7 separate regions of the Mus musculus genome follow, and regions 1, 2, 3, 4, 5 and 6 are each linked to region 7. The links are chromatin contacts, called in public HiChIP or PLAC-seq and promoter capture Hi-C maps. All regions are on one chromosome and are shown on one strand. Each heading gives the region's core, a stretch centred on a gene start, on an enhancer-like site or on the middle of the called end of the contact. The rest is flanking DNA. Distances are from core to core; before and after follow the strand shown. Region 1 holds the start of Prkar2a (protein kinase, cAMP dependent regulatory, type II alpha). Region 2 holds the start of Pfkfb4 (6-phosphofructo-2-kinase/fructose-2,6-biphosphatase 4). Region 3 holds the start of Arih2 (ariadne RBR E3 ubiquitin protein ligase 2). Region 4 holds the start of Ip6k2 (inositol hexaphosphate kinase 2). Region 5 holds the start of Nckipsd (NCK interacting protein with SH3 domain). Region 6 holds the start of Slc26a6 (solute carrier family 26, member 6). Region 7 holds the start of Smarcc1 (SWI/SNF related, matrix associated, actin dependent regulator of chromatin, subfamily c, member 1).

Region 1 (2,700 bases), core at 126-2,625, 1.4 Mb after region 7:
GGAGGAGGAGGAAGAGAAGGAGGAACGCATAATTAACTGGACACGAATAAAATGGCATAACTGAAATTTCCTTTACATACTTGAGCAAAGGGAGAGAGGAAATATATATATAGGTAAAACAATAGTGAAAATATTGATAACTGTTGAATGTGAGCGGCAGGCAGTATTGGGGGAGGAGGTTCAGCTACTGAATGTGAGTGACAGCATTTAGGGAGGGGCTCAGCTCATCGTTCCTCTTATGTGTATGCTTATAAGGTTTTCATTGAGGCAGAGGTAGATAGTTGACCCCAAGTTCGAGGTCAGCTTGAACTACCTACTGAGTTCCTGCTTAATCAAGGCGATCGGCCTCGTCTCCAACAGTTTTCAGCAATAACTCTTCCAAAACGGAATTCTTTGCAAATGAAATGATCATCCGGTTTATTCGGGGCGAGCTGCCGGGTGCTGGTGCTCTTGTCTTCGGAAAGCAAGCAGGCTATGGGGTCTAAGGCAAAGAGGCAGAGCAGCTTCTGGCGGGACCGACTCAAGCTCCGCGCCACCACGCGGACCAAAGAACGCGCACGCTTCATTCAAGGCAGAATCTGACAAATCACTCTCCGTGAACGCTCGGGCTCAGAGAACCGCGGAGCTCAATTTGGAATGCTCACACGCCGGGGAACCCAAGCAGCTGGGCTGGAGAGCTCTCGGGTCTCGGCCCAGGGTAAGGCCGGGAGCCGAGCCCAGGGCACCCCTGGTCGGCCCTCGGGTCCCTCCCTGAACCCTTCACTCGGTGCCCACATCGCACCTCGGCCTTGCCCCGCCCGCCTACCTTCCAGATCGGCATCTTCCGAGTCCGAGTCACTCTCCCCGTCCTCCTCGATGACGGGGACTGCGCTGGACTCCTGCGTGTGAAAGGTCGTCGGGGAGACGATGAACGTGTCTGATTCCTGGCGGCGGGCCTCGCGCAGGCGTGTGAAGTACTCCACCGCGAAGTCGACGAGGTCGGGCGGCTGCTGCCGAAGCACCTCCACGGTGTAGCCCTGCAGCAGCTCCGTGAGCCCCGCGGGGATCTGGATGTGGCTCATGCCTGCGACGTCCGAGGGGCCCGGCGGGTCCGGGCGGCCGGCGGCTGCAACCTGCGCGCTCCCTCACGCCGGCCTGTCACTCCGCGCCCGCGGTCTCCCGCGCGGCCCGTCTCGGCCTTCCTCGCGTCGCGCCTTATTCTGGCCGGGTCTGAGTTTGTTGTGCGGGCCGCGCGACCCTTCCGCTAGCAAGCCAGCCTGGCGCCGCTGCTGTTGTCACCCGGCCGCAGCCGCCGCCGCTGCCGCCGCCGCGCCGCCGCCGCCGCGGGGACCGCCGGGCAGGCAAGCTGGACGGGCGCGGCAGGCGCCCGGGTTGTGACGCACGCGGCCGCGGGCGTGCGCGTCCCCGGCCAGGAGCTGGCCCAGAGTGCGCGTGCGCCGCTGAGCCTCCCGCTCTCGGAGCAGCCCATGGTCAAGGTGCGGGAGGCCCCGGAGATGAGGAAAGAGTGGCCCGGCTGCGAGGCGGGCTGGTTAGTGCGTCTCGCCTGGTCACAAAAACCTTTCACTCATGCTTTCGGAGCATGCTGCGAGCCTCTTAAAGGAGTGCCAGGGTCACTGAAGTGACACAGGACCACCTCACCTTGACCCCTGCTCTAGTGGAGGGCCAGAGGGCTTACTCTAGGGAACGACATTAATGCTAAGCCTAAAGTACTGAGCAGGTTTGCCCAGAGAACGATCTGGAGGAAAGTCCTGTACAACAGGAACAAAGACCTAGTCAAGTCAGAAGAACCACCTTGACTGACAGGTAGAACGATGCGTGCCTGACTGCCTGAGGTCCTAAGGAGTCTAATATGACGTCGTGAGATGTCAAAGGGGGAAGGCTTTGTAGGAAGTAAAAGTTTCAGTGAGATAGTCACTTGTGAGCCTCAAGCAGAGAAATAACCCTGAAAGAGCTCGCTCAGCCGATTGTGGGCAGTAAGAAAGCAGAATAATGCCAGGAGCTGGACAGACCTCGGGGCTTGTTCCTCCTTTTGGACACTTCCATCTTGGTCTTCAGGCCTAGACTTAGAGTCCTCCTTCCTCCCCACTCAACCCTGGGCCACACTACTTGGTGAAGTTGAGCAGACCACAGACCGTGTTGTCTTTTGCCTTTGGGAAGAGGGCAGAGGTGAACTAGAGAGGCACCTGCTGTTCCTCAACTTGTTTCCTCCTGTCACCAAACTTGAACAAAAGAAGTTACAGACCTTTCTGGAATATCCAGCCTAGGTGCTGGCCAAAGAGCCAGCGAGAATACTGTTCTCCCTCTCCCTGCCGGAACCAGCCAGCAACTCGTGAGCTTGGGAACCTGAAGGGTATTGGGATTGTTAAGCACCACCTGGTAATTAACCAGTATTAATTAAGATCTCCACTAGCACCGCCCATAAAGGCCTGGCACAAACCCAAAACCTCAGGCTGCTGGGAACTGAGCTGTGTATGGTGACAGGGGAACACCTTACTGAGGTACTCAATGTAGGGGCCAGTCCAGGCTGTAAGCTAGGTAGACCTGAGACTACAAACAGCTATGTGTCCCTGAATGTATGTTGAGTGGCGGCGAAGCAGTATCCAGCATGCTGGCTGGAGGCACTGACAGCATACTTGTGAAGACTGAATGAATGAATGAATGAATGAAGAAGGAACAAATGATACATTTCAGCAACAAAAG
Region 2 (2,700 bases), core at 27-2,526, 1.1 Mb after region 7:
CACACGCCTTCCCCACTCCCAACCCCTCTCATTATGGTAATGGTCAAAGTCGTGGCCTCAGGCTGGCCTTGGCCACAGAAGCGTAGAGGACCCTCCCCTCCCTTATCACACACAGCAGCCTTTAGGAATGCACGGAGACCCTGGCACATCACACAACAGCCTGATCTCCATTTCCATATCTGCGCCACCAGTTGTACGAGATGTTCTCTGAGGTCTTTGCCAAGCTGCAAATTCATTACAATATTTGAGTTACTTATAAAACAATTTTTTTCTTTTCCCTGTCAATAAAAAATTACAGACTCGTTCAAGAACAAACAGAAAAGCCAAGGAAGTAGATGAGAACACTCAGGATCCCAGAAGAGGTAAGTCACTTCGCAATTCACAAATTCCAGCATAGTTCTTTGATGTTTGACTCTCCTGTGCAGTTATTTAACAGTGAACTCAAGTGGGTGCTTCCACATCCAGGGGCACAGATATAGGTCCATATGGTGTGCCGTTCCCACTGTCCAAATCTTGACAACTGTACTCCCCCAAAGTTCCTCTAAAACTTTGGCATTAAAACCAAGGGGTACCTGAGGACTACTAACTAGCCCATGGCTAGGCTTTCAAAAGTTCTCAGCTCAAAGAAGCCAACTGCCTTGTCTGGAGCTACACAACTCAGTTTCCAGCCAGACTTCCCGCTAGCCCACTCTGTGGCCAGGAGAGAGTAAAGAGCCACGGCCACAAACGAAGTCCTCTTCTATACACAGGCACTGGAAACAGCTCGGGTCGGTGCCTATCCACTGGGTCAGACCCAGTCTCCAACAGACTGAGATGTCCCCTCACATCTGTCCCCACTCCTGCTTCACCACACTTCTGCGGGCCACTGTCACGGTACCACGGTCACTCCCGCTCACCTGTTCTCAGCCTCTCACCTGTCCCCGACTCCGCCCACCAGTTACAATAGCCTCACCGGTGCCTGCTTCTCTACCAGTCTCCTGCCTTTTCACTCGAGACCCTCGTCTAGGCCGTCTACCCACCCATCAGGGTTCACCTTCTCTCTCTCCTTTAGGACCCCGGTCTTACCACCACGCTGGCTGGCGTGCAGAGCGGGCCTGCCATTGCTGTACGGCATCCAGATCTTCTTCAGGGGATTCTGGGTCAGTTCCCGTGGAGACGCCATCCCTGGGCTGGGATGAATCGGACTGCGCTGCTACTCACCCAGCAACCGGGCCACCTCGGGCCACCCGAGGTCCCGCCCCTCCGGCCCCGCCCACCCTCTAGCGGCTCCAACTCTTGTCAATCTTCTCGCAGGCCCGCCCCAGAACTAATAGGCTCCACCCAAACTAAAGAGGCACTGGCCTACGACTACGCATGCCCAATTTTACTATAGCTTCTTTTGGACTAAGCACGCCCCATCCGTCAAACCAGAGTTGATAACGCGCATGCTCAATACTAGCTACCTTTGACACCCGGATTATGCAGACCCCGCCCCGGATGTGAAGTTTACTGTACTCAACCAGATTGTTCTTATATGCATAGGCCCCACTCATGGTCCCGCCCAGGGTGCTGCAGCCCTGCCCCAAAGCTTGTGTGGCCTCTTACTCCCTTGAGAAATGTGACCTCACAGTCGCCTACTGAGAAGGGTACGGAGAAGCTGAGCAGGCCTGCGTGATCCTCAGAGCCGGATAGTCTGGACCAGCGTGGCACTTGTCCCTGAATGGCTCTAATGACTGACTTGCTGCCCTGGAAGTCAACCACCGCTGCGCCCTCCTGGACCTTCTTCGTTCCTCCTCGGTTGCTTTTAGCCTTGAAACTTCCCGGGTCCACAAGAACAACTTGTTCAACCACACAGAAAAAGTTCCCTTCTCTTAGGGACATAAACACAGAATACATCTCAAAATCGACCATGTTTTGGCCTGGCTGCTGGGGAATTTAGGCTAAATCTCTGAAATATATGAACAAGCTGTTTGGGGTCTCACTAAGCAGTATTCTGATTTTCTTCCCAGGATTTATATTTTACCAATTATAATTTTATTGCTGTTTGGTTTTTCTTTCTTTTGGGGGGGAGAAGAAGGGCTGGTTTCATGTTGCCAGGCTGTCCTGGAACTTAATGTGTAGCTGAGGATAACCTTGAACTTCTGCTCATCTTGCTTTCACCTTCCAAGCTCCAGTGTTTCCACAGAGTTTATGCAGGGAATCGAACCTAGAGAACCTAAGGCTTTGTGTATGCTAAGTAAGCTAACCCCAGCCCCAATTAGTGTTTTAATAATGAATTTTTTTTTTAACGAGCTTCTGTCTCTTCATCAGGAAAATGAGATGCAGACGTCATCAATTTTACAAGACTGTGGTACAGATTAAATGTGTCAGCCTCAGAAATCTGTTTAAAAACATGTGGGCGTTCTCATTCATTATATTACCTCCCTCTCTGCCTTTGAAAATGTACTGGGACAAGGGCCCAGGGCCAGGGCTGGCAGCTCAGGCTTAAGGGCTAAAGTGGTACCATATGAACGAATTCTCCAGCTGGGCGACCCCCAGTGAACATGACCCCTTAGAGGCCAGTGAGGGGTGGTGTTCGGAAGTCACTCTTCTGCGTTTGACCCCCACCAGTCTCCAGAAAGCTCAGGCCTCTTCTTTCTGCTCAGCCCCGCCTCTCCAAACTGTATATTTTCTGTGCAGGCCCCAGCAACAGGGTTTGAATCTCGATCTCACTACCCTCTA
Region 3 (2,700 bases), core at 153-2,652, 1.5 Mb after region 7:
CGACTTTCAACATTTGATTACCCCTGATTTTGATTCATGACCCAAATTTGTAGATATTTTAAGTAGATTGTGTGGCTGCACACATGTGAGTTTGTAAGTTTTAGGTCTGTACAGAGCTTCAGGTTATCCAGGGATATATAGTGAGAACTTTTCTCAAAAAAGAAAAAAAAATTTTTTTTTTAATTTTCTGTTTACAAGTATGTGTGTGCCGGAAGAGGTTCAAAGAGGGCTTCGGATCCCCTGGACATTATCAATAGTGGGCAAGGACCTCAGGTTTCTGGAGAGAACAGCAAGAGCTCTTAATGGCCCAGCCAACTCCCAAGTCTCTTCAGTTATATTTTTTCCAAGAATTACATAAAAGAGGCTATTACACGGTCTTTTTTCTTTCTGCCTCACTTTTCCGGGTGTCTTGAATACCAATACATACACTCCAGAAAAGGTAGAACTAGGTTATCTACAGATTTGCACGAACATTGATTTACCTCACAGTGCCTCTGGCTTCACTCCAGTAATTAACATCTCGATGGAGTTGCTACTTGAGCGAGCCTCCTATCAGTCCACAACAAGGCTTGGTGACCAGAACTTGGTGACTGGAGTCCTAATGCAGTCTATATCGTGGGTAGAAGTTGTGCAGCGAAACACTTACGATGTATGAATCTCTGGGTCTGGTAATCTAGCAAGGCAAACCAGCCTTGGCTATATAGTGAGTTGCTTCTAAATATAACCACACCAAACAAAAAATACCCGTCGTGAAGGTGAGTGGAAGTCGGAGAAGTGGGTGGCTAGGGGGATAGTGTCATGAGAAACTAAAGTCTGATTGCTCATGGGCCAGAACTTCCTCCTAACGTACGTAGAAATTCCGAGTATGGCTCATGTCAAACCATAGTTGCCCGGAAACTATGATCTTTTTAACCTACTCCAGTGTTGCCAGAATGTCTTCTCACGCTGTTCGTCAGAGTATAAACAGTGAAGTGGGTAGACGTCTGGTCAGGGGAAAAAAAAAAAAAAAAAGCTAAAAATACCTCATCTAAGGGTCTGATGGCTCAGTGGGTAAAAAGCGCTTACTGCCACGCCTGACAAGTGTTTGATCCTCGAAACCCACATGGTGGAAGGAGAAAAACTGCTCCCGGAAAATTGTCCTCTGACCTCTTCTGCACGCGAGCCGTGCGACACACACAAAATACACGCAAGAAAACCTAAAACTAACTATCGAATAAAGACACTGGTAGGCTATAACGCAGGAAACAAATTCCTACATCATTCCTTCAAAAGCGAACGCTCAGTAGTTCCTCCCAGGGGCTCTCGCTAGAGGATGGTGAGGAAGCGATTCCAACCGACTACGCAGTCGTCAGAAGCCTGGGAGCCTCCAGGGCGACCGCAGGTCGACCCCTACCGGAAGTGACGCGCGGCGCAGAACACTTCCGGAGCTGCGGGGGACGGCTCTGCCGGAGGAAGCTGCGCGGGCCTGAGCCGCGTCCGCCGGCTGCCTCCGCTGCCGCTACGCCTCCGTCAGCCTGGTTTGGTCTGGCTTGACCTGGTCCGGCCGGCCTGGGCTCTGCGGCCGCGAGGTCGCGGCTCCCGGTAAGTGCGCGGCGGGAGTCGAGGCCTTGTTTACTCTTGACTGGCCGCCGGGAGGGGGGGGATCCCCGCGCGTTTCGCCGGCGCGGTCCGGGCTCCGCCTTCGCCGCCGCTTGCGAGGCCGGGCCGTCCCAGGTCCCGACGTTCCCCGCCGACTGATAGGCACTCCCGGAGGCGACAGCCCGCGCCGGCGGGTGCCTGGCGTCTCTCCTGGGTTCCTCTTCCTCGTTGGCTCTTTAGCTCCCCGAGAGGTCGGAGGCCAGGGCCTCTGGCCCGCGAGGCTCGGGTGCGCTCGGGCCTGCCCTTCTGGGCGCTCCAGGCGAACGCACCGCCTCGGAGGCTCCCCGTTTCTCTGGTGGTTGGGAGCTTTGGCAGCGCCAGCCGCACTGTTTGTTAACGCCCGTCCTGGGAAAGGGCCTCCCCGCGCGTGGGTTCCGTGTCCGCGCGAAGACCGGGGCGCCTCGCAGAGACGTGCGACCGGTCACGCCCGACGCCACTGGTCTAGCCTCAAGAGAGGCGGTGGTGTTCTCGGACGAGCTCGCCTTAGTTCTTCTGTTTGTTACTCTGTCTCGTAGAACTTTCTGTCGGCGACGAACACGTTCTAGACCTTTGCTGTTCAGTATGGTAGCCATTAAGCCACACACGGCTTTCGTGTTGACATGTATGTAGTTAGTATATCTGAGAAACTACATTTGACTTTTTAAAAGTAAACTAACTTTCAATAACTCCATGTAATCGGCGGCTACCTGCCATTATTAGGACAGATGCGGTGTCGAGTTGGTTGTTTTTAGACAGTGTCTACATAGTCATGGCTGTCAAGGAACTCACTGTGTAGACTGGGCCGAACTCGAACTCACCTGCTTCTGCCTCTCAAGTGCTGGCATTGAAGGCTTGCACTACCACGCCCGGGATGCTGCTGAGTTTTTAAACAAGTTGCTGATTCATATTTTTCAGCCAAGAAGTTTTCTTCGAAATGTAGTTAATAAATGACTACTGAGGGCCAAGTGTTACAACTGGAGTTAAACATCTGTGCGACTAGCCAATTTTTTTGTGTTCCTGTCAACTTCAAACTAAAAGGTCTTTATCCTTTTGTATGTGGCCATGTCTTGGAAACCAGCTCAA
Region 4 (2,700 bases), core at 32-2,531, 1.3 Mb after region 7:
AAAGTGCAAATACAGCAAACATTTTAAATACTGAAAATCAACAACAATGCTGTCAACAAGGAAGGTCCTTTAAATTTTTCAAAATGTTTGTCTGCATCATATTTGCTGTTTCAAAACTGCCAGGGCTTCTTTCTTTTGGATCTTTTTATTTTCATAAATATTTATTAGTTGACAATTCCAAACATGTATACAATGTATTTTGACCATATCCATCCCCCTGGTCCCTTCTTATCCCCCTCCCACTGCCTCTGGATCCCTTCAGTACTTTTTCTTACAAATATTCGAAATTATTTTGTTCTTGCTCTATGTACATTTCTGCTAACAAAATGTTTATTTACATGCGATGACTAGCTCTATTTCCTTTCGCGTGTAAGAAGAGCCCTAGATTTCACCAGTTCCTACATTTTTCCCCATTTTCCCGCTAGTACAGCTTTCTTGATATTTGATAGAAATTAAAATCCTAAAAACGAATCAAGTCATTAGGAAGGATGCAGAAGATAGATGCAGTCTTGTTATCAAATATGAATAAAATCCCACTCGTGGTAGGAGCATCAGCATAAGAAGAAGAAAAAAGAAGACACCTTCTGATCCATTTTAAGATCTTAAAGGAGAAGAAGGGGAAAAAAAAAAAACCAATAAGGTTGGATGCGCAGATCACCCTCTCCCCCGCCTTTCCGGGATCAAAGAGGAGCTGACTGGCACAACTGACGTTCAACACCCAAAATGGCTGCACATCTGCAGGCCCAGGTAACAACAGTACCTGAGGATCCGGGCTGACCCTTCCATCCAAAGATAAAGACCCCATCCTCAAAGACCAGGGAGATCGTGGCCGGGGGACCTCTGTGAGACCAGAGATCCTGTCCTCCACCGGAAGACCCAGGGAGACCGCTTCAAAACCGGAGAAAGACACTGTCGTCGTCCCCCGCCCCCTCCCCTCCCCCGGTTCCGGGAGACCCTCCAATGCCGGGGGGAAGATTCTGCCCCGTCTCGGTGGGCAACGCTACTCTCCCCAGTAACTGCAAGGTACAATGGCCCCCCGTAAATAGGGAAGGGATGACTACACAAAAAAAGGGGGAGACCGCTTCTCAATGACAGCCATAGGACCCCCTTCACAAACCCAAGCCTCCCAGGGATCCCGGAGCCCGGCCGCTACCAGCACCGAAAACCTCTTCCCCTGAGCCCCGGGGTGACAGGGCCACGGGCCGGGCGGGGCGGGCGTTACCTGCGGCCACAGCCCAGTCCCGCGACGCTTCCGTCCTATTGTTTCTCTTCCACCAAAATGGCTGCGGCCGCGCTCAGCCCCGCCCCCCAACCTCGCTCCCAGGGCCCCTCGCTATTGGCTCGCACCCGAAGCCGCGCAAGCGGACTGGGCGGCCTGGAAGACTGTTGCTAGGGCGCCGGGATTCGCTTGGGGCGGCTTCCTGAATGGGCAAGGGGCGGGAAGAGGCGGGGCGTTGTCCTGAGTGAGGAGGGTGGCCAGTCTGTTCTGGAGTTGAAGTAACTGATGGGCTGTGTGCCAAATGGATCGATTGCAGGATGCCTAGGGTAAGGGTGGATGGACAGACAGTCCTGGTTTGCCCCGCACTGGGGAGTTTCCTAGGATACAGGAATGTCAAGGCCAGTATTCATTCTGTGATAAACTGCAAAGCTGGTCAACCTAGCAGATGGATGGACAGAACTACATGTCGCTAAGATGGATAAAGGGATAGCAGCAGGGAACAGAGAGAATGACTACAGACGATAGACAAATACATGGCTCTATAGGAGGCCAGTAAGACGGCTCAACAGGTCAAGCCGTTGCTCTGTTTCTCTCTGGCTCTTTGTCTCTGTCTCTCTCTCACTCACAAACACACACTCACACCACACACACTATAATAATTTTTAAAAAATGTTTAGACAGGTGAACAGATGAGTGGACAGACAGACAAGATAAAAGCCAATAGAAGTCTGATCAGAGGGATGTATAGGGTCCTCGGTAAATTGATAGGTCTGGAGCATAGAGCTCATCCAAGACTCCTTTGTCTGGAGCCTGTGTCATTCAGAAGGTCTCCTGCATGAGTGAACGAGTGTCAGCGCAGCCAGGAAAGGCAAGGAGCACGATGGGAACCATGGGCATGGGATGACCTCCTTCTTGGCTATTGGCCTTTCTGTAAAGGATGCCAGAGTTGTAACCCTGCATCCTGGGCATTAGCAAAGATGTAGCTCATAGGTTTTTAAAACTGAAGTATTTATTAAGCACCTACACTCTGCAGTGAGTGCAGTAAACAGATTTTTTTAATCCCTGCTTTCTAAAGGTGGACAAGAGAAACTCCTATTACCAACAGGTTCCTCTTGGAATCGCCTTCCCTTGAGGCCTTCATGGCTCTGTGTTCAGTTCTGTCTAGTTTTTCTTTTTCACATTTTTTCCTCTCTGTCTATACCCACTTACCCCGGGTCGTGGTTTTGTTTTTAAAATATTAACTAATTGAGTCCAGATCCCTCTCTGTAGCCCAGGCTGGCCTCAAAATTAAGGCAATTCTTCAGCATCAACCTTCCTCTTACTGGGATTACAGGCATGAACCGAGAGGCCCAGGTTTCAGGTTTAAATGCCAACTTCATGTTAATCGACCCCAAAAGTGTTTGCCCAGTTCAGGCTCTTCCTGGTTCAGTGTTCAGCTGTTGATAGACAGCCTGCCCTCTGGCTGTGTGTGTTCCTTGACT
Region 5 (2,700 bases), core at 99-2,598, 1.3 Mb after region 7:
AGGACCCTAGAACCAAGGGTCCCTCGTCTTTAGCAAGACCAGATGACATTTCCAAATTTATCACAGTATTTCTGTCCTTAACTGGGCTGGGACAGGATGTTTCCATAGCTAGGGACTATGAGTCTGGAATAGCCCAGACTGCCCTGGGTCCCCTTCCTCCTGCAGTCAGAATAGGCTAGCTGGAGACACTGCAGCAGGACTACTCTTGAGCAAACAGGAACTGGAGCAGGCTCCACTGGAAGGGGACCAGGCCATCTTCAGAACGGGAAACCATGAAGGAGGCTCACTTCCTCACAGTGTGGACAGCTCCCATTCCAGGATGGAGCGCCCAGATTTCAGAGGAAGGAAACCAGAGAAGTCAGGAGTGGAGGCTTGGGAGAAGTGGGGGCTGTGCCAGGGAACCTTGTCTATCAGCAGGGGCCAGGGGCCTTGGTTCCTGAAGGGTTGGGGAATTGTCCTTGGGGAGAGCTTGATAGGTGGGCGGGTTCGGGATACAGAGATACTACAGGAATTGGGACTCGCATAAGGGACAGGAATGCCTGTGGCTCTGGGGTCCAAGTGTGTGGGTGGGGTGGGGACTAAGAACCTGGAGGGTGGTTGAGGAAACAGGTGGTGTATGAGGTGGCACAGTCAGTGGTGGGCACGGTGATCTTTACAGTTAAAGGTGGAGGCTACAGATTGATGGGAGATGGGCATCCTAGGGATTCAGGAAAGGGGAACGAATAGGGTTTGGAGGTCTAAGGGACTTGGATAATGAATGGACTGGAAGTCTCTGGATCCAGCTCGAGAATTCAATGCAGATGGAGGCTCTGATTATCGATGACAGAGAGTCCCTGTTCCAGAATTAAGCTTTTCACGGGCCTGCGGTTAAATGTCAAAGGCCTAGTCTCGGGTGGGTGTTGACGGCCCTTCCGGAGGGGTCTCAGTCCTTACGGCTCTTGGGACTTAAGGTCAGAGTCTCAACCTCCTTGTCTGGTAGAAGTCCCGAAGAATCTGACTGAGCTTCCTGGATCGGTTCTGCGTGCTGGTGAAGGGGTTCGGTCGAGAGGCCTGGGACGGAGGGACACACTCACCTGCAGGCGATGCAGGTAGGCAGGCGGCACGTACCCGGTCTCGCCACTGCGCGCCCGTGCTGCTAACCACCAGTGCGTGCTGCTGCGCTCCAGCACCAGGAAGGTCTCGCCTGCAGCGAACGCCATGGCGTTCGGCTCCGCGGAGCGGAACGCATACAGCGCGCGGTACATGAGGCCGGGCCGGGCCGGGCCGCGAAGCGCCGGGGCTGGGTACGCGACGAAGGTTGCGGTGCCGGGAAGCCAGGCCCTGAGTGCCGCGCCGCCCGGCGCTTGCCCCGCCCCGCCCCGTGACACGCCGCGCGTGCGCATGCGCGACCGCCGGAACCCCGCCCCAGGAGCGAGTCGGCTCCAGTATTGGAGCGCCGCGCCCCCTCGCGGCCGAGAGAGGTTTGGCGGGGCGGGGTGGGAGTCTCCAGTTCCTTCAGGCCTCAGACTCCAGTCAGCTGACTTAGGGTCCTAACTCCCTCTCCCTGGCTTTCCTCCTCCTTTCCCAGCTCAGGTGCAAGCGCTGCGTTCCTTCCCACCTCCTGATGAAGGATGCTTATAGCCAGTGCGTCCCTGGGGACGGGGATATGGTGTTTTGCTTTGAGGAATCCTGATCAGACATTTGGAAGTTCTTTCTGGGGAGGGGTCTCCCCAGCGCATCTAGGCCTCACAGTGCCTTAGTACAAAGTCCCTACTCTGTCGCTGAGGTGGTGGACAAGTGTGGAGGGCAAGGGACAAAACCAGGTTGTACTGTCCAGAATGCATCTTTGCTACCCACCACATATACACTCCCTTCATATATACTGGCTTCTTTCCTATCTTGAGTCTTGCATCTGTTCTATTTGAACACTCCCTTCTGGACCACGCCCCAACTTGTCAATGACTATCCTTTTGCCATTTTTGTTGTTACAAAAGGATTTAAGTCTATGACCTAAGGTCATATTTACTCATAACGAATCAAACTGCGTGTATACATGCATCTCCTGTTTTAAAAGGCTGTCTGTTACCAACCCTGTCCTGCCCCAACATCACAAATGGCACTGGGGAAAAAAAATGGTTAGGGCAGAAGGCTGATAGGGTAGGGACTGAACACATGAGGTTTAAAAAGCATGTTTTGAGTTCTGAATGGTGGCATGATCCCAGCATCCAGGAGGCAGAGCTGTAGAAAGCCAAGATCAAGACCAGCCTGGGCTTCATAGTAAGAATCCGTCTCAAAGAAAGAAAAAGCATCCCTGACCTTCAGTTTAATATTCAGCCTAGCCATCCACATCTTTGAAATCCTTGGCATCCCTCGGTCGTAGTGAAGAAGGCCTAAAGGATCCTTGCATACTCTCCACTAATCTAAGGAGCACAGGATATACACACCATCAGACAATGTTCCAAGGCAAGGTCTCACTGTGTAGTTTTGGCTGTTCTGGAACCATGTAGACCAGGCTGGCCTTAAATCCAATGATCCATCTGCCTTTGCCTCCCAAATGCTGGGACTTAGGGCAGGTGCCACCACACCTGGCTTTTTCCCCCTAAAGACAAGGTCACACTAGCAGCACCAACTGGCCTGAAACTAACAGCAATCCAACTCCCTCTGCCTGAGTACTTAGATGAGCCAGACTACACCTAGACTTCGCTAATCTATTTTTAGGCA
Region 6 (2,700 bases), core at 166-2,665, 1.3 Mb after region 7:
CCCTACCTCTCAGGCCCTTGGCTTCCTTCCCTGAATCAATTCCTGTCCAGTCCCCTTTCCAGCTTTTCCACCAGGAGCCCAACCTTGTTGGCTGAGAGCGAGTTGACAGATAAGAACTAGCAAACCAGAGGTCTGTAAGCAATACTGCCCTCCAGTTTCAGGACAGGGTCCAGCAAGACTCCAGGGTCGAAGCTCTCACCTCCAGGGAGTTTTGACAGGCTCCCACTCGAAGTAGAGAGACTTCACCTGGGAACAGGAGCTTTTGGAAGCCAATCCAACCTGGAGGGAACTCTGCCCTGAAAGCTTTCACCAGCCAGGCAAGTTCTGACCGGGGGTGTGGGAATCTCTCATCGGGAGGCACTTCTCTGGAGAGGCACTTCTCTCGGAAGTGGGAGACTTTACCAGAGAATAGGATCTGAGGGGGTCTCTCAGAAGAAACTCTGATCTGGGGGGGGGGTGCCTCCATATGGAATGCAGCTCTCTATAAATATATTTCAGGGGAAACAAATTTGGAGTGGGCAGGGGGGAGGGGCTAGCCTGTGGGAAAGATATCACCTGTGAGTTCTGATCTAGGAGAGGCTATAACCAGGGGAGAGAATCCCACCAGAGGGGTAGGAACTCACCTGGGAAGACTCTCTAACCTGGGTATCCAATGGAGGAGGGAGCAGTGCAGACGCAAGGAAGATCTTCAGAGATTCTCTGCACCGCGGGCTCCAGGAGATCTCAGCGGCCCCTCTCCCCTCCTTCAAGATCTCTCAAGTCTTCTTAAAGGGCTCCCTCCCCTTACCAGGCGGCACGCGCCTTGGAGGGCGGAGCCTTGATGCTTGGCACCTCCCTTTGGGAGGGCACAAGGGCCGGCAGCGACAAATGTGAACAGTACCCTGCCGACTCAGGCCGCGGCTGGTCCACCGCCTGGCTAGAGCCTGTCTTGCAGCGGTTTCTCTCCCAGTCCCAACGCGCCCAGCTGGCACACCTCCCGTGCCAGGACTCCTCGGTAAGCAGCAACTTCCCTGCAGCGCCCTTATTAGCACTCCAGGGACGTTCAGTACAACCCTCAAGAGCTGGGGTCGCGCCAGAGCCCGCCCCCATCCCTCGCTGTTGATGGATAACCTCCTTCGGAAAATCGGCAAGGCGGTAAACTAAGGCTCCGCAGACGGGAAATGCCTGTCGGGGACTTGGAGGTTCCCTTCCTGAATTGACCCAGGCCGGGAGTCACAGAACTACTAGCGCTTCGCGGGCACGCGGAATTTGGGCAGCGCCCTGCAACTCACCGGACCCATCGGGAAGTCCCATGGCCCTCAGAGGGTAACTCGTGTACCGCTTTTCAAACAGCTCCCCCAGGAGGCCACTACCGGCTAGAAGGTGGCGCCAGGCCCAGAACTTGGCCGGCCGCAAGCTCCACCGCTAGGATGTGCAAGATCAGACCAATCAGAATTCTGGGGGTGGAATCCAAGTCATACTCTCTGGGCGGGGCGAGCCCGGAGAATAAAATTTTAACCCTTTCCTTCCCGTCGGCCTAGCTTCTGTCCCTGCCTGCGATTCTTGTTAACCTGCTGGGAGCTGGAGCATTCTGCTGAGACTGGAGGACTGGAACGAAGGCCCAGCGCTACGCTTGGCCAATGTTATGCCTCTGTGCCCTTAAGTGGCTGGACCTAATTGTATGCTTTGTAGAAGGTCCCCACTTTATGCAGAGGAGACATTCTTGACCGATCTGGATGCCTAGGTGTGCAACCAGGGGCCCCAGCCTCAACTGTGGGAGATCTAGGCCTGTAGGGTCTCTCAGGGACCACCAAGCTGTGAGTATCACCCTCAGATTTTTCCTTCTGAGACCTGGCACAGTGGTCCTCAAGACCAGCCCCACCCCACCTCCATTTCTTTTTTTCCAGACAAGTTTTCTCTGTTTAGCCTTGGCTGTCCTGGAACTCTCTGTAGACCAGACTTGTCTACAGAGATCCACCTGCCTCTGCCTAGTGAGTGCTGGGATTAAAGAAGAGATCAAAGGTATTTGTCACCATGGGTGGCTTCTTAAGCCCCCCCCCCCCCTTTCACTTTCACACCTGGCTGCCTAGACTGGAAATGGAGCACTCAGGATCCTTTCCAGGTCTGGAAGCTCTGGCCTGATCCAAGTGAGAAAAGACCAGTAAGGGCCAGAGTGTGGGTGGGTAAGCAGGAACTGAAGTGGGAACGCCTAGGTTTGGGGTGACTAATGGGCAGGGCCACAAATGTCAGCCTCTGGATATTAAGGAAACCCTCATATGACTGCCTAGACCAGGAAAGTGGCTTCTCTTGGCGCAGCTCCTGCGCTCCAACTTCAGGCTCCAGTCACAAGGTGAGAGGCCATATTTCAGAAAGAAATGGGAACCTGGTCCAAATCTCCCATGAAATGGGCTAAAAATAACTGGCTATTTTGGAGGGAGGAGAGCTCAGAGTCCTACAAAGGTCATCCTGGGTGAGTATTCTCAACAGCTGAGACAGAAAGAGGAACAAGTGTTTTCTATAGAAGTTTATTCCCAAAACAGAGCGCGGCTTCACGGAACAATTTACACAGACAGGAAAGAGGGCCACTGTTGGAAGGGGACCCCAGAGACGGGCATCTACAGAACCTAGGACATAGCAAGGACACTCTCCCAACCGACAGGCCTCTCAGCCCTTCAAGGGCAGGGGTCAGTCTGGGTAAAGAGAGCTGGGGACCTGGCTGGT
Region 7 (2,700 bases), core at 51-2,550:
GACAGCCAGGGCTATACAGAGAAACCCTGTCTCTGAAAAAAAAAAAAGTATCTAAGTTCAATTCCTGGACCAGTATGGTGTTCGAGGAGAATTGATTTGCTTAAGTGGACATGAAAACAGGAGTTGTGTGTACCCCTCCAAAGTAAATAGTTGTAATTCTTTTTAAAGTGTCAACAAAGGGTTAATTCACGACTTTTGTAAAACAACTGACTCAGCAGAATTTGCATTCTAAAGTACGGGAAACACACTTTTCCCAAAAAAATTAACATTGCAAAAAATATATATATGATAAAAACTAAGCTCTCGCCAGGTGTGGTGGCGCATGCCTTTAATCCCAGCACTTGGGAGGCAGAGGCAGGAGGATTTCTGAGTTCGAGGCCAGCCTGGTCTACAAAGTGAGTTCCAGGACAGCCAGGGCTACGAAAAACAAAACAAACAAACAAAAAAACCTAACTCTCGCTTGTACTCACATCCTTACACACCACCTAAAGTACAATGAAGTGGAAAACCAACACTTTTAATAGTTCTATATCAATTGTACAATACAAGGTTTAAACCTACATGAATCCACAAGGCCAGTCATCCAAGGTCCCCTACTAATCCACATAGGGTAGCAAGCCCTTAGTTACCTAGACGCTCAACAACTGGTCTCTAAACAAAACTTCAAGATACTTTTATTAGGATGGGCTCTTTGTTCACACACCTAAGGCAGCTAACAAAAGAACAGAAACACACGCTCTGCGACTCTGTCCAGTTCCACCTCTCCTGCACATAAGAGAGAGTGAGATGGGGCTTCCCACGCGAGTACGTGGGCCCCAGAGAGCCAGCAGCTGGGGCCAGGTCGCCGCGTGCCTAGTCGCCCGCGGGGGCGTGGCAAGCGCCGAGCCGGCCTTTGTTGTCCCTCGTGGCGCGCGGAGGGGGGGGGGGAGGGGCGGCCCCAGACATGCGAAGCGGGCAGCCACCATCAGCCCCCGTCGCGTGGCTCCTCGGTCCCCACGGGCGCGCGCGAACCCACCTTCTTGTAGTGCTTGCCCAGCCAGACTCGCACCGAATCTAGCTGGGACACCGTGTCCGGGCTCTCCCAAAACTTGCTGGCCGGGCCCCCGTCCTTCCTCCGGTACACGGCCAGCCCGGAGGCCGCCGCCGCACCCCCTGCACCCACGGCGCCTGCTGCTGCTCCCGGACCGCCACCCGCTGTCGCGGCCATAGTCACCGTCCGTCGTGTCTACCGCCCGGCCTAGCCTGGCCCTCGCGGCGTTTCCCGTTCGCACCCGCGCGCGCGCGCGCAGATGCCACCTCCTCCTCCTCCTCCTAGCCCCGCCCAGCCAACCCTCTTCCGGCGCCGAGGCGCGGCCACGCCCCTTCTGGACCCTAAAGCTGCAACGAACAGGCACTGAGAGCGGGCGTACGCATGCGCAGCACGCCGGTAGTCCCCTACGGACTGAGGCTGCCCGCCTTTTCCTCTGGTCTCTCGGAACTGAGCCTCAGCCTCTGCTGTTGGTAGACACTACGAATGACTCTTCCGGGCCCCGTTTGTCTATTCGTTAGGCGGTCAACAATCTCAAGGAGGTTCTGTATCTCTACTAGAAAAAGCGGTCTAGGGTGTGCAGTGCGAGCCGAGCCCCACCCCACCCCACCCCCCCGCGTACCCGCCCCCGAGCGCTAGTAAGCAATTCCTGCTAGTCCCGGAGGCCGCGTCGGTTTGGGGACCTGCATTAAAGACCTAGTCTTTCTTGGGGCTTCATTAATGTTTCTCGAACCACATCAGATGGTTTCTGCTTAGTCGGCCTAGCTCCAGCTACTTCTGCGACCTGGACATTATCTTCCTTTGTGATTCGCACTCTCTCAAATTCATCACTTTAAAAGTATTCCAGAAAACCAGTCCCTGAGTGAACAAGTGATCACAATTACCCAACGGTTTTTTTTGTAGCTCTCTCTTCAACCTGGTGTTTTTATCATCCGCGTTGGGAACTGGACGCTTTATCTACATTTGAAGGCTATATGAAGGCTGAAAGTTTACATTGTAAACAATGTATTGGCTGTATTGGAAACGTGAACATGATATGTTCACGAAGCTCCAAGTGAGGAGGTGTGATGAGTTTATAGACCTTAAAAAAAAATGGAGATAGCCTAGAAGATGTAGTGTGCACGCCTTTAATCCCATAAGGTAGAAGCAGGAGGTTTTCTGAGTTCCAGGCCTGCCTGATGTACATAGAGCTTGAAAGCCAGGACAACCAGGGCTACAGGAAACCCTCCCTGCCTGAACAAACAAAAGAGACTAGTTGTCTCAGGTTATGTATTTGGCTCAGTTCTTAAAAAGCTTGGCAACCTGAGTTGGAACCCCAGAATTCTCATAAAAGTAGAAGGTGAAATTCTTCACGAAGTTACACCCTGACTGTGTACTGTGGCACACATACATCACCCATACCTAATTCTGGGTGGTAGTAATCCTAGCACTCAGGAGGTCGCTGACTTTTAGGCCAGCTTGTTACCATAGTGAGTTCCAAGACTACATACAGAGACCCTGTCTCAACAACAAAATGGAGCAGGGCAGTGAAATGGCTCAGCGGGTAATGCCAATAGTGACGACCTAAATTCAATTCTGGAACTGGAACAATGGAAGGAGAGAACCAACCAACTAACTTGTCCTCTGACTTCTACAGGCAGCCTGGAATGACATGCTTGTCATGGCACATTCAC

Evidence for each region. Promoter capture Hi-C pulls out the DNA fragments that hold promoters and counts their contacts. HiChIP or PLAC-seq counts read pairs in DNA pulled down with a chosen protein or histone mark.
Region 1: a promoter capture Hi-C map of liver shows a contact between it and region 7, with 3 times the contacts expected there. The contact joins the promoter of Prkar2a here to the promoter of Smarcc1 in region 7. A contact is called at or near these places in 4 of 39 promoter capture datasets (cranial neural crest, frontonasal cranial neural crest, liver and 1 more), 1 of 484 Hi-C or Micro-C datasets (bone marrow-derived macrophages), 1 of 115 datasets of contacts at active chromatin or transcription factors (astrocytes) and 1 of 9 other capture datasets (macrophages).
Region 2: a contact with region 7 is called in a promoter capture Hi-C map of pre-B cells, with 4 times the contacts expected there. The contact joins the promoter of Pfkfb4 here to the promoter of Smarcc1 in region 7. A contact is called at or near these places in 6 of 39 promoter capture datasets (cranial neural crest, hippocampal neurons, liver and 3 more), 1 of 484 Hi-C or Micro-C datasets (B cells) and 1 of 115 datasets of contacts at active chromatin or transcription factors (microglia).
Region 3: an H3K27ac HiChIP or PLAC-seq map of embryonic stem cells shows a contact between it and region 7, with 5 times the contacts expected there. The contact joins the promoter of Arih2 here to the promoter of Smarcc1 in region 7. A contact is called at or near these places in 2 of 39 promoter capture datasets (the C10 cell line and pre-B cells), 2 of 484 Hi-C or Micro-C datasets (B cells and embryonic stem cells) and 4 of 115 datasets of contacts at active chromatin or transcription factors (astrocytes, embryonic stem cells, extraembryonic endoderm stem cells and 1 more).
Region 4: a contact with region 7 is called in a promoter capture Hi-C map of pre-B cells, with 7 times the contacts expected there. The contact joins the promoter of Ip6k2 here to the promoter of Smarcc1 in region 7. A contact is called at or near these places in 3 of 39 promoter capture datasets (hippocampal neurons, liver and pre-B cells) and 1 of 115 datasets of contacts at active chromatin or transcription factors (astrocytes).
Region 5: a contact with region 7 is called in a promoter capture Hi-C map of pre-B cells, with 7 times the contacts expected there. The contact joins the promoter of Nckipsd here to the promoter of Smarcc1 in region 7. A contact is called at or near these places in 7 of 39 promoter capture datasets (the 3T3-L1 cell line, embryonic stem cells, erythroid cells and 3 more), 1 of 484 Hi-C or Micro-C datasets (embryonic stem cells) and 3 of 115 datasets of contacts at active chromatin or transcription factors (astrocytes and embryonic stem cells).
Region 6: a contact with region 7 is called in a promoter capture Hi-C map of pre-B cells. The contact joins the promoter of Slc26a6 here to the promoter of Smarcc1 in region 7. A contact is called at or near these places in 3 of 39 promoter capture datasets (3T3-L1-derived adipocytes, cranial neural crest and pre-B cells).

The regions. Positions count from the first base shown.
Region 1 is chr9:108,690,818-108,693,517 of GRCm38.p6, reverse strand. Prkar2a (protein kinase, cAMP dependent regulatory, type II alpha) reads right to left here and starts at 1,375. Exons shown (of 11, transcript NM_008924.3): 1 at 806-1,375. The coding sequence starts at 1,061.
Region 2 is chr9:108,990,478-108,993,177 of GRCm38.p6, reverse strand. Pfkfb4 (6-phosphofructo-2-kinase/fructose-2,6-biphosphatase 4) reads right to left here and starts at 1,276. Exons shown (of 14, transcript NM_173019.5): 1 at 1,066-1,276. The coding sequence starts at 1,162.
Region 3 is chr9:108,648,110-108,650,809 of GRCm38.p6, reverse strand. Arih2 (ariadne RBR E3 ubiquitin protein ligase 2) reads left to right here and starts at 1,402. Exons shown (of 16, transcript NM_011790.5): 1 at 1,402-1,581.
Region 4 is chr9:108,782,393-108,785,092 of GRCm38.p6, reverse strand. It overlaps Ip6k2 (inositol hexaphosphate kinase 2), which reads right to left and starts at 1,281. Exons shown (of 6, transcript NM_001379600.1): 1 at 1,223-1,281.
Region 5 is chr9:108,807,028-108,809,727 of GRCm38.p6, reverse strand. It overlaps Nckipsd (NCK interacting protein with SH3 domain), which reads right to left and starts at 1,348. Exons shown (of 13, transcript NM_030729.4): 1 at 1,074-1,348. The coding sequence starts at 1,244.
Region 6 is chr9:108,852,758-108,855,457 of GRCm38.p6, reverse strand. Slc26a6 (solute carrier family 26, member 6) reads right to left here and starts at 1,415. Exons shown (of 20, transcript NM_134420.4): 1 at 624-1,415. Celsr3 (cadherin, EGF LAG seven-pass G-type receptor 3) reads right to left here. Exons shown (of 36, transcript NM_001359572.1): 36 at 2,489-2,700.
Region 7 is chr9:110,130,624-110,133,323 of GRCm38.p6, reverse strand. It overlaps Smarcc1 (SWI/SNF related, matrix associated, actin dependent regulator of chromatin, subfamily c, member 1), which reads right to left and starts at 1,300. Exons shown (of 28, transcript NM_009211.2): 1 at 1,016-1,300. The coding sequence starts at 1,207.